2 separate regions of the Rattus norvegicus genome follow, and region 1 is linked to region 2. A link is a contact called in public Hi-C data. All regions are on one chromosome and are shown on one strand. Each heading gives the region's core, a stretch centred on a gene start, on an enhancer-like site or on the middle of the called end of the contact. The rest is flanking DNA. Distances are from core to core; before and after follow the strand shown. Region 1 overlaps Zeb2 (zinc finger E-box binding homeobox 2). Region 2 overlaps Arhgap15 (Rho GTPase activating protein 15).

The links. Hi-C and Micro-C count contacts between places; a contact is called where the count stands out from the background.
Region 1: a Hi-C map of Schwann cells shows a contact between it and region 2, with 10 times the contacts expected there. The contact joins two enhancer-like sites. A contact is called at or near these places in 1 of 12 Hi-C or Micro-C datasets (Schwann cells) and 1 of 1 datasets of contacts at active chromatin or transcription factors (oligodendrocytes).

What each region holds. Positions count from the first base shown.
Region 1 is chr3:49,740,940-49,743,639 of GRCr8, reverse strand. All of the region lies in intron 2 of Zeb2 (zinc finger E-box binding homeobox 2), which reads left to right. Among named protein-coding and RNA genes, the nearest start is that of Zeb2-as1, 10 kb to the left of the region's middle. Within about 2 kb of position 1,424, at least 36 of the 93 cell types and tissues checked have an H3K27ac peak or open chromatin away from gene starts, as enhancers often do. A contact at or near this core is called in Schwann cells, where this site is marked.
Region 2 is chr3:48,850,005-48,852,704 of GRCr8, reverse strand. All of the region lies in intron 11 of Arhgap15 (Rho GTPase activating protein 15), which reads right to left. Among named protein-coding and RNA genes, the nearest start is that of Arhgap15, 450 kb to the right of the region's middle. Within about 2 kb of position 1,339, at least 17 of the 93 cell types and tissues checked have an H3K27ac peak or open chromatin away from gene starts, as enhancers often do. A contact at or near this core is called in Schwann cells, where this site is marked.

The sequences.
Region 1 (2,700 bases), core at 175-2,674, 890 kb before region 2:
CTTCTAAAACCATTTTTAAGATACCAACAGCTCTTCCTCAGCAATTAGATCACACACACACACACACACACACACACACACACACACACACACAACTTTAGACATATGAGCTTTGCAAAAGAAGAGAGGACCTGTTTGTTATTGGGTAGCTGTTCCAACACCTATGTGGTATATGTCACTTATGAAAGCAGCAGGAATGGACACATTAGGAATTGTACATGGCATGTGACACGGATTCCTAATCCCCCCACCCCTTTTTCCCAGAAGATTTACAGAATTTACAAAAAGAGATTAGCTACACCTTCCACCCCTCCTATCCACCCTCCTATCCACCCCCATGACTCAAGCAATGAAGGATTTAGGCAGATTTACTTCAGTAAACACCTTTGGACACTGGGGGTGGGGGGGGTGAGAGTCTGTTTGCAAAAGGAGGCTTTTGTTAAGTGAGGTACCAGGCAGCTGTGATATTAACCTACCCAGCAATGCGGGTTAACTCTTTGAGTGCCTGGCCCTTTGCAGTCAGCACATGAAATCCTGGCTCTCACAGTTTATTATTCAGACAAGTCTTGTAGACATGAAAACTGTTCAAGCTTTTAAAACAATGTGGTTTAATTAGATGAGGTGGGCTTACATTGCTCATAAGCCCTCCAAATGGTGGTTTATAATTGGCAAGGAAAAAAAAATAGAGAAAGGGGAGTCAAGGCAGCACATTAAATATTCCAAGAAATATCTTTAGAAAAGCTATTTTCATTTCTAGCTTTTAAAATATTAGACTTCGGTCGCTAGAGGGAATGAAGCAGCTGGGGTCTCTCTCCTCACTGTGAGAGATACCAGAAGTTTATGAGGAAGAAGCAGGCTTCAACTTGAAAAGCTGCAAAGGCCAATAGGACGGTGACATTATCTTAGTCGTAGCATCCTCAGAAGGGGGAAGTCTTGCCTATCTGTCAGAGCTAGAGAGGTCATGTGAACCGCAGAGTCAGGCCCTCAGGCACCCGCCCCGTTACCAGCTTGAGACTTTCCAAAGCAAGCAGAGAGGTTTTTATGAGGAAGGAGTTAATGGTTATTTTTTGTTGGGCACAAGAATAACTTTACAGGTGTTGCATTTGGGCTTAAATAAGATCGCCTTTTTTAGTTTCAAAGGGAGTGTAGGTGTCAACGTTCGAGCAGCCATAAATGTGTGAGAAAGTAAAGGGTATGAGACATGACAGAATTAAAGGTGTTTGCTATGTTGTTACACCGTGTGTCAGGCTGCAAGCTCCCTTTGTCACAGCCTCCTGGTGATTTGACAGCGCAGATCTACTTCCCTTCTAGGTGAGACAGCATTTTTAAACTGGAGTTATAAATACGGTACACCCTTTGGGTTGCACCCTGTGTCCTAGATCCATGAATCCTATTTGAAATATCTTGCCCTAAGACACAATGAACAAACACCCATACACAAGGGGGCTGTGGGCTAGGGCCTGCACGGTGCCAGCGTCACAGTAGCTGGCTTTGACTGTTGTTTGGCAAGAAGATCCTCTGCCAAATCATCCAATAATTAAGTTTTATGTTATTTGTATGAACGACCAAGCATGCAGTATTCCTTTTCAAAGCAAAAGGAGGCTTACAATTACTTTTTGAACACTTTCAGAGCATGGTCAGGTCACAGTTTGGGGGCTGAATTAAAATGATCTCATTCATGATCTAATTGAGGCTGGCACAACCTTACAGCAGAAGCAGGACTACATAAATATAAATCAAAGACCAAAATTTAGCAAATCATATCATTTGCTAGAAATCTGCTCATGAATTATTCTCCAATTGCCAACCCAGAAGTTAAACTTTGTCTCTTCTGAGCAACAGTAACTGTAGGTTTTTTTGGGGTTTTTTTGTTTTGTTTTGTTTTGTTTTGTTTTTTTGTTTTTTGTTTTTTGTTTTTTTTTTTTTTTAAGGCTTCTGACAGGAAAGTTACAGGAGCTGAATAGAGAAAGGAGAAGGAAGATGACCCATGTTTCCTCAGATAACCGTGTGTTTGTGACCCAAGAAAGTATGAGAGCCGATAAAGACATGCCCAGTAACAGTTGGGCACCACAGACTTGCTTAGACATTAGCATGGGGCTTCAGAAGCCTGCCTCAGAGAAGCAAGTGCTCTGACACGCAGGGTAGGGAGGAGAAAGCATGTCCAACGGGACCTGACTGAAACTTTGCTTTCATTTTTCGTCTGAGGGACAGAATCATCAGAATGATTCACCAGTGCTCGAAATTATTTCTCTGGCGGAGCCAAGTTGAAACACTGAGGCTTGAAGCTGTCATTTTGGTGACATAGATGAGATGGGACTATTACGCTACATACTCAAGTTGTAGCTCCTATTTTAACTACAAAGTCATGACTCAGATAGCTTCCCAATCAGTAGGTCAAAGAATACATCCTACCGTAACTACCACTTGGGGGGGGTTCTCCTTCATTTTTGTATATCTGGGCATCATTTTAGTTTTGTCCCCCCACATTCTAACGTAAACTCGGAGAGGTTGGAGATTTTTAACTTGAATATTTCGAAGTTAAAATTTTGCATCTCGTCTGTATGAGGGTAATTTCTTCTATCGAACAGTGAATACAGAATTGGTCGGTGTACCCATCTTAACTTAAAGGAAGGTATGGCTTTGAATCTCCAGTAAAATGATTTCTTTCTTTTGAGAATAATTAATTATCCATAATGATTT
Region 2 (2,700 bases), core at 90-2,589:
ATTGACAAGAAAGATAGCATCTGCTTTTCTGTCTATTCAAGCTGAAGTTTTTCATTTGGAATGCAAGCAGTGATTCCCAAGTTAACATAATTAACTCATGACGGTCCTGAAGCATCATAATGTAAGATGCGGATGGAAATTCAAAGCTGTAGAAATGTCAGTTCGTGGCATCAGGATTATCGCTTTTAAAAAAAAAAAAGTGAATGAACCATCATGCTAATTAAAACAGGTGTTTTTTTTTCTTTCTTTCTTTCAGACCCCCTTTGCATACTATGAAATTACAAGCAGGGTTATTTATTTATTAGTCTGCTGTGAAACGGGCATCTTAGGAAAAAATAAAAGGAGGTCTGTGAGAACAACAAAGCAAGAAGATGAGAAGGACACTCATTGCTTTCTGACACCATAGAGGACCAGTCGCTCAATTAGTTAGTAATTTCCATGTGACTACTTGACAGAACCTACTAATTGTTAATCTTCCACTAACTATCGCTTTACATAATTAATTATATTCAAATAAAAACAACAAAGACATGTGGGCCAGTTGCCCTTTTGAGATTTTTTTTTTCCTCCTGTAAACTGCCTCTGCTTACTGACAAGATTTCTAGGAAGAAAAGATATTAATCTCACAGGAGAACACACATTAAAAAAAAAAAAACCAATCAGCAGACTTGGTGCTTTACCTTGCTTACAAAGTAAACCCTGTCACCGTTCCACTCCAACTCCACAAAGACAAAATAACAACCCAAACAGAAAACCCCCCAAGCTACTGTCCGGTCACACAAATCCATCCTTGAAACCTTCCCTAAAGGCCCAAGTCCTTTGAGTTGAGATCTTTCATATTAATTGAGAATTGCACAAAATGCAGAGTAACCCATCCAGAGGTCAGACATCATTCATCATTAGCTGAAGTGACATTTTCAACCCTTCATTTTGCAGCTGGGGAGAAAGGAGGGGGAAAGGTATTCTTCAGAAGAAAGGAAAAAAAAAACCAAAAAAACAGGACGGAGAGCACAATTCTCGCTCTATCCACCGAGGCGAACACAAGGTGCTTCTCTGTCAGCGTGATAACGTGCTTAAAGCTGGCCATGCCATTCTTCCCTAACCCTGGAGTCACTAAGCACATGGCAGCTGCATTCCTCCACTTCTGAGTTCTGCCTGGGATCAGTGGTCACCATTTTAGATGTAAATGAAGCCCTTCAGTGGGGCGGAGAACATAGTTCTGGGAGCTGAAATGATGATTTATATCCAAATCCTGTTTTGTTGGTGAGACACTGCAACTTGTTAACAAGGCCGTCCTTGTTCTAGTGGCATCCTCCAGGCAGAAAAGAAATTCTGGGAAGCTGGGTATGGCCACGTTTGAAACTGCAAAACAGCATTCCAAGACTGCGTGGCAAATTTCCTGGCCAAGTTAGGACCTCCTCTGCCGTTCACAATAAAAGATCTCTCTCTCTCTCTCTCTCTCTCTCTCTCTCTCTCTCTCTCTCTCTCTCTCTCTCTCTCTCCCTCTCCTTTGTGGAATGCTTGCCTTTCTCTGAAACACAAAGGTCATGGCAGGAAATGAGAGCAATTAAAATGAAAAAGCAATGTGAAACTAAAGTCCAGATAGTTGGTATTTGAATGACCAATAAATTCACAGAGCTTTTGATAATGATAGATGTTTGCAAACTCCTAAGACATGTCTGGATCTCAACTTATCAGGGGTATTCGCCCTAGGAAGGAAAATGTCTTTGGCAAGGGTTCTGAGTCCAAAGATAAGTGCTATGAAATCCACCAGGGACAGAGCAGGATCTAGCTCAAAAGTAGGTCTGCCTTTGAAGTGTCCTCTCAGACCCTTTGCTACCTGAGACAGGAGAATGTTGGTGCTAACTCTCTTGCCAAATTAGAACAGTCAAGTCAAATGTACGTGAGGTAATTGTCTCTGATGTCTAGGAAAATGATTTGGCAAATTTGGCCAAAATCTCAGAAGAAAGTCATCTTACAGAGTTCATGAGAAGTAGTTACGTCCATGTAAATCATGTACATGGTAGAGTTTTTTCAAAACTGAAACCATTTAATATTCCCATGTAGAGTAACTTTTATAATGTCATTTAGCCACCACGTTTGGATAGGATTCTGTCTGTGTGGAGAGGCAGGGCACATGAAGAAAGATACGTGGTCAAGGCAGGTAAGTTCACTGGTCCTTTAGGTTTTCACATGTGGCAGAGAGGGCAGAGAGCAGTCCAAACTTTAGGCTTGACCCTGGAAAATGTGTATAGTTTTTAACTTCATCAAAGTCACATAAGATTTCCAGTATTGAAAAACTCCTTTACAAAATAGGCTAGAGGTATGGGGGCGGGGGGCAGATATCCTACAAATACATTGACCAAATATATGGCGTTCGCATGCAGTGGCCCAAGGGAAGACTGTCATAAATTGTTGGTGTCTTTTCCATTTCATTTTTAATTACTCCGACATGGTCCGGGTGCACACAGAGATCAAATGGAGGTGTTGAAGAGATAATTAGCTAGATGTTTTAAGAAATTATTTTTAACCGAGCTACTAAACAAATTGGAGCCAATACAATCATAGAGTGTAGTGAGGTAAAAGTTCAAAGAAAAATATAATCATGGACTGCACTGAGCTGGAGGATCATAGCCCCCTCATTGTCAACATCTTATTAAATAATCTGGCAAAATTCATCTTCATTTCACAAAACCATAA